2 separate regions of the Hordeum vulgare genome follow, and region 1 is linked to region 2. Evidence: chromatin contacts called from public Hi-C data. All regions are on one chromosome and are shown on one strand. Each heading gives the region's core, a stretch centred on a gene start, on an enhancer-like site or on the middle of the called end of the contact. The rest is flanking DNA. Distances are from core to core; before and after follow the strand shown.

Evidence for each region. A called contact is a pair of places that touch in the nucleus more often than the background predicts.
Region 1: a Hi-C map of leaf shows a contact between it and region 2, with 4 times the contacts expected there. The contact joins the promoter of LOC123411204 here to the promoter of LOC123411247 in region 2. A contact is called at or near these places in 2 of 6 Hi-C or Micro-C datasets (leaf and seedling) and 1 of 1 datasets of contacts at active chromatin or transcription factors (embryo).

Annotation. Positions count from the first base shown.
Region 1 is chr7H:401,289,618-401,294,938 of MorexV3_pseudomolecules_assembly, reverse strand. It overlaps LOC123411204, which reads right to left and starts at 3,007. Exons shown (of 2, transcript XM_045104148.1): 1 at 2,728-3,007; 2 at 101-866. The coding sequence starts at 2,809. The coding sequence ends at 289.
Region 2 is chr7H:400,974,838-400,980,142 of MorexV3_pseudomolecules_assembly, reverse strand. LOC123411247 (DAG protein, chloroplastic-like) reads right to left here and starts at 3,227. Exons shown (of 5, transcript XM_045104181.1): 1 at 2,810-3,227; 2 at 2,227-2,324; 3 at 2,068-2,133; 4 at 1,805-1,978; 5 at 1,482-1,732. The coding sequence starts at 3,159. The coding sequence ends at 1,806.

The sequences.
Region 1 (5,321 bases), core at 1,758-4,257, 320 kb before region 2:
TGTAAACCTGCTGGCCACTGCGCTTGATGTTTAATGGATTTCCAAGTTCCCACTAGAAAAAAGAACAGGGAAGGTCAATTTCAGTTACACAAAATGCATAGACGCACAACCTGCACAGGTAAACTCGTTGTCACAAATGCTGAAAGCCATGATCTTTTAGTCCTTACAGAAATCACCTGCTAAAAGGAGCAAAAGAATTGCGGTGAAGTAGAGACACTGCAACTAGCGTGCTCTACCAGATCTGAAAATCGGCAAAAGAATGGTACACCGATGCATCTCTGCTCAAGCTCACAAAGTAAAGGCGCCAGCCAGAGCAAAAAGAATGGCCGACACCAGCGTCCATGCAGTCACACCGGTTGAAATGGCGCCACTGCACTCGTCATTGTTGCCGCTGAAGCATCCAGGATGGGCAGTCTTGGGAACTCCCCCTTCTACCGTGAAGCTCGAGTTTGGCTTCCCATTGCTGAACAAAACACACCAGAAATACGGACCGCCGCCAGAAGTGCCGGTGACAGCCGCCCCCACCTCTGTGTGGTTCTTGCTATGCAATACCTGGAGGCTCCTCTCATCAGCAATGAGCATGTCGAAGGCCTGTGCTGGAGGTGGGTAGGTTGGCTGGCACGCCAGGAGCCTCCCAGTGATCTTGGCAAGGCTTGCAGTTTGGACACCACAATTTGGGGCAAATGTGTCGATGAAACTGGAATCCACAGGCTTCTTGTTTCCACCCACCTGGTCGCACTGACCCTCGTATGCTTTTATGTACTGCAGAGCAATGCATCCAAGGCCTTGATTATCAGCAAGATTTGATGCCTTGCTGGCGGTACGGTTGGCGTTGATCAAGCTCACAAGCTCGTCGGCAGGGTTATCTGTAAATGAGATAATTCAAGGATGAAATTTGAGTAGTACTAGAAATTCCAGCATTCAGTTGTGCAAGAGCTGGTTTGTTATGTACGCACAGTACATGACCAAGTTTGGCAGAGGTTGCCTGTGACCTCTCGATTTGAAACTTTCTCATCTAAATCAGGAATATAGTATCTTTGTAGCTTGGGCCTTAAGCCAATTGTAGAGATAATGTCTACGATTTGTTACTTAGATGTTAGATTGGATTATTAGTTCTCTATACAAAGAGGAGACCCTATAAGGAAAAAAGGAAGCAGGAAAATAAAAGAATAGTTCTCCTATCTTGCCTACAGGAGCGAGAACCTCTTCCTAACCCTAGCACACAACATACTGAAAACACAAATACATTGGTATTTGCTTGAGCAATCAACGTAGAAGTTAACAAATGCATGATTATATGAGGTTACTGAAAATACGCAATATTCAGATAGGTGAATGTAAATCTTTCACGCTTCAAATTATAATGTGGCAGACTGGCAGTTAGCAATTACTATTTACTTGCACTAATTGCTTGGGAATCGCTCACACTGCTGACATTTGAGGCCGCTCCTCAGATGTGTGCAAAAAAAAGTAACAACTCCGACTAACATACCATTTTATATAAAGGTAAAGCAACTACCTTCTGCAGGATCAAAATGATAAATAAGCAATTAAAAATCAGAGCTAGTTCACAATATGCTGAGACAAATAGGTACATGCTAGGAGTAATAAGCACTATAAAGAATCATTAACAATCAGCAGCCTTCGCAATTTTACTTGATCATTTAGAAATCATGCGGGTGCACCCAAAGCCAAAGGCCGAAAGGGAAGGCACATACTCTCCATCATCAGGAGGGACCAGAATACACGCGGATTAAAAGATAAGCGGAGAAGCACAGAGCTACAATGAAAGGATCAAAGACAAGGCTAATTCAATGGTTGGGACATTGTTGGTTGCCGGAGACCTAGCAGGTTGGTCGCACATTTTCTTATTCTGATAAAAACAATCTGACGGGGAACTACTTTTTGCCTTAAAAATGTTACATGACCAGATCTGGATTCTAACAACAGCAGCAGAAAATACCAGGTGTCCTACAGTTTGTGATACTTCCACTTCATAATTTACAGTTCGTTATATAGAACTAGTCCATGCGCTATGAATTTACACTGATAAAAATTATTACTCCCTCCGATCCAAATTAGTTGTCACAGTTTTAGTACAAGTACTAAAGCTGCGGCAATTAATTTGGATTGGATGGAGTAATAATGTGCTGAGCACACTAAAAACTAATTTATTTTCTAGGAAAAGCATAAAAAGGCTAAACATATAATGCATGCAACATAATGAAACCATGATTTTTTTGCAATTAAGCAACATTTCTGCATTTTTGTTAGTGTGTCAAGTGTTGTGTAACCCCGCAAAAAAAAGTATTAAGTGGTGTGCAGATGAGTTACATGGCAACGGGTAACAGTTGTGTCATTGGATTTCCACACACTCCGAATTTGTAAAGGCTTCTAGTTGGATTTCAAGAACTATTATAGTAGACCGAAAGTGTGTCACCAACATGGCATTTTTATATCAAACAAGCAGAAATAGATGCCCGCGCTCGAGATCCACGCCGACCCTGAGATGGCGTTCGACGAGCTCGACGACCCGAACGAAGACCTCAAGGCCGGCGTCTGCGAGCAGCCGAAGCGCATGCGCCGCAAGGCAGCTGAAGCTAGAGGTCAGATCCAAACACCTGGTCGGCAACCGGAGTGCACGCTCAGTAGCAAAGGCACGAATTAAGGAAATGCAGCGCGCGACAGCAAACAGAGAAGCGATCGTGCAAGGGATGAGAGACGTACTCTTAGTATCGGCAGCGGAGGCGGCGGCGAGGAGGAGCGCCAGGAGCGCGGAGGCCAGCAGCGGCTGAGGGACGACCGCCATTCTCGGGATCTGACAGCGAGTGTGAGTGGGAGAGCTGGCTGGCCTGGAAGAAGTTGGTGGAGCTGGGCGAGAGCTTCCGTTCGATCTGCTGCGAGTGCGAGGTCTCGCTTTCTTAAATGCTTTCTCGAGTTTCTACTGCGCGCAATCTGCTCCCTCGCTCACTCTCTCCGTGGTTGGTGCGGATTGGCCAAGATGCCCCCGCCGACTATTTTCGGTTAGAAGGCAGCTATCCATAAACAACCGGGTCGGTCGACCGACGCAAAGATACGCCGCGCCTCTTCCCAAAAAGAAAAGGCTACCTATCCACTCCATTCATTAGTTCTTTTATAGTACAAAGAATATCAAAGTAAAAAAATGCATCCAGATCTATAAACGACTTAGCGACGACTATAATAACTGGAGCAAGCTGAACGCGCCCTGTCGACATCAACATTTCCTTATTGAAACCGAGCAAATCTTGGTGTAGAAGACAGTCGAAAAATCGTCATGTTAAGGTTTATAGGACAAGCGCATCAAAATAAAAATCAATGTCGATGAAGAGAAATGTAGATATGAAGGATCTAACCTCAGACACACGCACACAAACAAACGAAGACCAGATTCAAGAGGATCCATCGAAGATAAACGCTGACCAAATTCCACGAGATCCGCCGGAGACGCACCTCCACACACCCTCGGAAGAGGATAGATGCACCGTCGAGGCGGGGAACAGGCGAGGAAAACATTATTCCATCTTCAAGGAGACACTCCCTCGTCTTCATAAGCAATATGATGTCATTGGATCTATAGCCCACGTAGTGGTCATGGGTTGGTGTGTAGGACACACACACACTAATATTGGGTCCAGAATACAGAATAGTTATTCTGAGAATATTTCCGAACTTTCTCCGAAAGCTAAAAAACTGCACTGCTAGTCAAAGTACAATGCAATGTGAGCAGAAAAAACTACACGCTTTTTTCAGCATCGTTTTCATTCCATTTTTTCACAGTTTATCGAAACGAGGCATATATTATATCATTGGATAGTTATGGAAAATGCACAACTTCGTCATGTTGAACACGTTTCGAGATTCCTGATGTTTTAAGAGCAGTTTCGAAAAAGCTGAACGCCCCACAAGTGACAGCGAGCGTATTTTCGTGCCATTTTCTAAACCGCTCATCGGAATGAATCAAATGATACATCATTTTAAACCGCTCGTCTAGGTGCAACTTTTTCGTGTATATTCACTCTATATTTTTTTATGTTTTGAGGGCGGTTTTAAATTTATCGAAACACGGAACTCTGTTTTGCAATATTTTTTATTTTTTTGGTATGGTTTCCGCTGTAGTTTTTTAACTATTTGTTGGAACGAGGCGTGTGATGCGGCATTGAAAAGTTGTGGAATTGGTGCAACTTTCATATGTTGGACATTTGTTGAGATTCCTCATGGTTTTAAATGAATATTAAAAATGGTGTGGCGGCTGACGATTGGCAGCGATCATATTTTCATGATTTTTTTCAAATCGCTCGTTCGAATGATGCAAATGACATAGTGTTGGAAAGATATCGATGAGGCACAACTCTTTTATGTAGAAAGCTCTCTCTAGTTCCTTGCAGTTTAAGAGCCGTTTTTAAATTACCGAAATGTGGTTGTTTTTCAGGACAACAAAATTGACGTGTGAACTACATCAGAGAGAAGAATGCACTTCTTCGGACTGAAGACTGCACTACATCCGACGGGCAAGCGAACTTCATGGTTTCTGGTTTGTTATTTTTTCTAATTACTTTATGAACGAGAGTGGACCGCAGTGATGAGGGCAAGTGAACCACATCAAGGGGAAAAGCAAACCGGGACACGAGTCTAAGTAGTCTGCTTGATTTTTTAATTACTTTTTCTAACCTTTTTCATATGATTAAGTGGACCACATGATCAAGGTCAGTGTACCGCGTCATTTTTAAATGGACTAGGACTACGAGGTCGAATGACCACATAGTCAAGGTTAGTGAATGTCAGAAAAATGCATTCACAAATTTGCGAGGATCTGCATGTTTGTTATGGTCGAACCGCACGGCCACTCTGACAGAACTGCGCATCTTCGTCGTGCCCACAAATTGGCACTGGACTGAAAGCATCCACAAACTGAACCGCTGGTCTACAGCGCGTCTGGTCGAATGACAGTTGCCCGGTTGGAAAATGAAATACATGAGAACTGCACCTGCAACGCCAAATCGAGTTTGGTTGCTTCACTAAAATGGAAGATTTTGATGACATTGCTCACCTTCAAAGAAGAATTTTCCATTCTACTTTGTGAGACGACCTGCACATGATAAGGAATCAGGCAAACAATACATGGACCACACACACGCACACACCGCACTACATCGATGCACCGATGGACCGAACAGAGGTGAGCTCATGTGAAGCATATCTGAGCTCACCGCTCGCAAGTGAATTGTACATGTGGTTTACGAGTTCTTCAAAAGAAAAATATGCACAACGCATTTGGGTCTTGGTTGGCCCACACCAGTTCG
Region 2 (5,305 bases), core at 1,978-4,477:
TACTCTCCTCCTCCACCGGCCTCTTCGCCCCCTAACGATAAAAAGCCCATTAATCATTGATGCCTCATGGTGGAAGAGGTGAAAACAAAGTCCAGCTCCCCTAACTCACCTCTCTCTACTCCCAACTCCTATTGTGAGGAGTTGGAGGGTGACTACGATGACCGTGTGTATAACAATGAAGATTCATTGATGGCCTTCATGAAAACTCGTCATGGTGAGGCTCGTGCTCGGTTTCACAATCTCTTAAAAACACTCGCTGAAAGCGATGACTATATTGAGAATATGGAAAACATCCCTATAGAGGAAAAGGGGAGACTCAAACTCCCCGACAACGAACTCCGAGTTGGAGCCATGAAGTCCTCACTTGAGGAATCCTTGACTATGCATCACATTGACTTTGTTAAAACTAATGATGCATTGGAGATTTCCCTTGAGGAGGAAGATATGCTTAGGACTAAAAATTCTAAACTTCAAGTTGTTCATGATAGACTTGTTACTAACTGACCTTCAGGAAAGCTCCAAGCTTGTCAAGGGTGAGCTCATATATCTCACCAGCTCACATGCTCAACTTACATCCTCCAACGTCAAGTCTCTTGCTTCCGTACCTCACATTTAATTGCAGGATGATGCTTCTACTTCGTCATGGAAATGAGAAGTTGAAGGCTCAACTTGAGAGAAGCCTTGTCTCATGCATTTAGGGTAGGGGGTTCGGTTCAAATCAAGTGTTAGTCATCGTCCCACAAGTTTAGCAAGATCGCATTAATCCAACCTGTGGTTGGATGGTTAAAGAGACTCTGGTATCCTCAGCCTATCAGGGTTCAAGTCCTGGTTCTTGCATTTATTTTTGGATTTATTTCAGGATTTTCAGCAACGCATATTCAGTGAGAGCAGACGTTCCGTCGACGACAAGACGCCTACGGTGACTTCGTAAATCTAAGATGATATGTCAGTTTGGTTGCTTGAAGGTGCTCATAGGGGTAGGGTGTGCGTTCATATGGATGAGTGTTTGCACGTATATATAAGCGCTTGCGTCTATAATGTATTTAAAAAAATGAATTTATCCAAAAAAAAAATCGAACAACTTAACATTTATCAAAATCAGACTACGTAAATCCCATTTTTTGCTCTTTTTCCTATCTACTTACATTTGTTATTTTACTCGATGGCTTTTTCTTTAGCAAAAATAATAATAATAATAACATACAAATTATTAGAGATGTCCTATTTACTTATGATTAGACCATCTGATAATAATGACACAAATTTCAAGGTTTCTCACGAACTACAATAACAGGTACACACATTCGTCGTATTCCACATAGCAAGGGCTTTCAATCAAACTCGACAGAAGATCCTAAATTCCAAGCAAAATCCGACTATCGGTACCATGGCTAGAAGCTAACTTCAGTTCAATCAAGCTAAAAGTGAACGAACTCCCACGATCAGGAATACTACTAAACATTACAGAAAATATCACAAGATACTTGAGTAACATTTTTTATCGACCAGGATTTCAGTCTATTGTTACATTTAGATGGCAAATCCACTCAAGTTATTCTCATGGTTCAAAACTCCAAATCCAGCTGCGGAGGTCGCTCGCTCAAGTGCTACATCATATCTTGGGCTTTGGATGAAGTTTTGTGCCTAGGAGCTCTCCCAATACTTGGTGGCGGAGCCTGATGATAGAATTGAGCAGTCTGTTGTTTCAGTACGCGAGTAAACGCCTGCAAAACTGGCACGGTAAGGATTTGGGTCAATTTAAACACAAAACTGTTGATAAGGGTGGATTAGCATGCAATTCTACCTCATGAAGATGCTGACTCAGGCTGACCGGCCTGTTGTTTCGGTCTCCTGCTGGCAGGGGGGCCATCTCTTCGCCTCTCATACCGTCTGCTTTCGTACTTTGAGGTCCTCCGCTCCTTTGGTTGGTAGGTTGGGTATGTGCACGGAATGATCTCACCATTTATGTATTTATCACCTGAAGAGAGAAAAAAAAAGTGAATACGGTAGTGATTAAGACACGAGAAGCATATAAACATGCAGCTACACATATTGTGTCACGCCAACCTCCGTAGTCTTTGTTTTTTACATCGATGTAGGAATCAGGGAGCACCCACAGGACACCAGGCAAACCTACAGGCAACGTAAGAACAGTTTAAAGAAGGGAATTCCAAAAATAGTGCAAAAACGGATGTGCCCCAAAACAGCGCGTAAATCGAGGATTACCCTTGAACTTCTCTGATGTTTCTTCATCGACAGTGCACTGGAACCCAGTGTAAGTGGTTGTGCTGAAGGCATACATGTTCTTCTTGGCTTCCTCCATGCTGCAATTGTAACAAGTTACTCAGTTTAGACTTTTATGTATACACCCTTCAGAATATGGATGCACCATATCAAACTAAAGAAGAAGAATTTAAGCCTACATTACACCCTGCTAAACTACACTCATGCTCACGTCACATCAGATGCAGGCACTGCTGCTCTTCTCATATGTGCAGCAATGCTGGAACAAGGTTCCAAGTATCTCACAAATAGACATTTGATCATTTGATGTGTATACGATAAAAAATCTTGTCAAACAAGAAGCACCTGTTTCATATCTATCTCCTGCATAGCAATTTCAGAAGCACGAGAGGACTACAAGCCGACCCAATGGAATTGCTAACATTTTGTCGATAATTTTCGAGTTACAGCCACTAGGAAATTGCTAGCATTTTCTCTACGAAAATAAGAAAATGCGCCAAATTTCTCTCACCAGACATACAGACGAAGAGTCATCAGCAGGGAGAAAGGGAAACCACGGCTTTACCTGCCGAGAACGGTGGCGAGGGTGTTGAGGTAGGTATCGATCATCTGCTCGCGCGTGGGCGCGGGGTCCTTTGGGAACTCCATGACGATCAGCCAGTGGTTGTAGTCACACCCGGGGAGCAGTATGGTCTCCCTCTGCTCGCTCCCAGGCGCCGCGCCGGCCGCCGTCGGCCTCCGCCGACGCTGGAGGCCCCCTGCCGGTGCGAGGGCGATCGCCGGAAAGGCTGCCGCCGCTGCGGCGGCGCGGGGGAGAGAAGCGGCTGAGAAGGAGGAAGCGGAGGGCTTGGCGGGGAAAGTGAAGGCGCTGGCCGCTACGCGCCCGGCGGCGGCGGCGGTCGGCAGGGCAGCCATTGAAGCGAGCGTACGTGTGGGGGGAGTGAGGTTTTGCGAGTTGCGGATAAGGTGAGACAGAGTCGAGTAGAAGAATGAGATATTTCAGGAGAAGGGTTTTAGGAGCCTTTGTGAGGATGGGCTGGGTAGGCTGCTATCCGGACCGCGTGTCTGTCTCCAGGCCCTCTTTTTTCTTGAGAAACACGGCCTTGTTGGCAGCTCCTATTGCGCGCCTTCACAGAAAAACCCTATTTAACGCGCACTGCGTCAAATAGTCAGGGCTTCGCACAGATACCCAGCCATGGTTCGGCAGTGGACCGGATGTTTAACTTTTTCAAGGCCTGCAGTTTTCGAAAATTTCTAGATGTTTTTCGCCCTTTTTTTATTTAAACTTCTAGAGGTTCTTTGAATTGGTTTTTCTTTCTTTTTCCGTTTTCCTTTTTCGTTATTCTTTTTTGTTTCTGTTTCAAAAAATGTTCTGGATTTTCACACATTGTTCCAAATTTTCTAAAAATGTTTAGGATTTTCACACATTGTTCCAAATTTTCTAAAAATGTTTAGGATTTTCAAACATTATTCTTCAAATTCGAAAAAAAAATTGCTTTTAAGAAAAATGTTCTTGATTTTCAAAAAATGTTATTCAAATTTAAAAAAATCTTTCAACTTTAAAAACAAATGTTCTGGATTTTCAGAAAATGTTTGGGATTTTCAAAATTTGTTCCTCAAATTCGGAAAATGTTGTTTACTTTAGAAAATTTCTGGATTTTCAAAAAATGTTTTGGATTTTCCATTTTTTTCATAAAATGTTCTTGTTTTTCGTAATTTGTTCTCAAGATTAAAAAATGTTCGTGTTTTCAACAAAATTCATGTTATGAATTTTTTTCAGTTCTTTTCAAAATTATTCTCATTTTGAAAATTTTCTCTCAAGATTCAAAAACTGCTCTTGCTTTAAAAAAAAATCACGCTTCCAAATTTGTTCGAGGTTTCCAAAACTGATCTCTATTTCAAAATTTTATTCTCAAGATTCAAAAAATGTTTATGCTTTAAAAAATTATTCGCTGTCCCAAATTTGTTCAGGATTTTTAAAAATTGTTCTTGGTTTTCAAATTTACTCTCAAGATTCCAAAAATATTCATGCTTCAAAAAATTATTTGCACTTTAAAATTTGTTCTCTAATTTATAAAATATTTATGTTTTCAAAAAATGACTGAGAAATTCAATGTTTGTTCGCTTTGATACAAAAAAGAAAAATGGAAAGAAAAACGAGACAAAAAAGGAAAAAATAAATAAGCAAAAAAGAAAAAAAAGGAAATTATCTGATTTTTTAGACAAAAAGAAAAGCTGGCCCCGCCCAGTCGGGCGCCCCCTGTGCGTGGGAGCGACCCCCTACCGCAGCGAGCGGCGGGTAGGAGTTCGCCGCCTTCATCGCCGGAGAACGTAACCAGCACGCACAACCGCATCTGGGTAGGCTGGCCCAAGAACAAACACAACACGAAAAAACGCAAGAAAAAAGTGCCAACCACGAATCAAACTCGCGTGGCCGCGCTTGTACAGGGAGGCTAACCATTAGGCCAACTAACTGCTACTGTTAGTAACTACTTTCATCAGGATACATTTAAGAACGAAGGACATGTCTACTCCCTAGCGTTTGGGACTGGTCGAGCAAAAAAGGAAATATTTGGTTTTTAGTAATCTATATAAAGATATATTTTGTTTCTTCTGATTCATATTAGAAAAGTATACATGAAAAAAGGAGAATTACAATAGCAACCATACGAATAGGTGTGAACTCATTTGTTTTGGGTTATCGGTTTTTTAAAATTAACTTTTAAACCATGCATTGGAATTAAGATCCGCTTTCACCGTTGTAACCATTGTGACGCGCGCTTCGAAACTAAATCCCGCATAGGTATGTTCCAATATAGTATTTTGTGTGCAATTTTATCCTTATTTGCTGCAACTGTCTATCAGTCGATGTGCAACTGGCTGACACTCGATATGCAACTTTCTCTCTACTCGTAAACGTGCAGTTTTCGTTGACGCAAACCAATGTAAACGCATTTAATCCGGAATTCCCGTTTTCACTTTTCTAAAAGAGTCATAACTTTTGACTCGAACATCAGAATTATGATCCGCTTTCACCGTTGGAATGCCCTTGATGTACTCT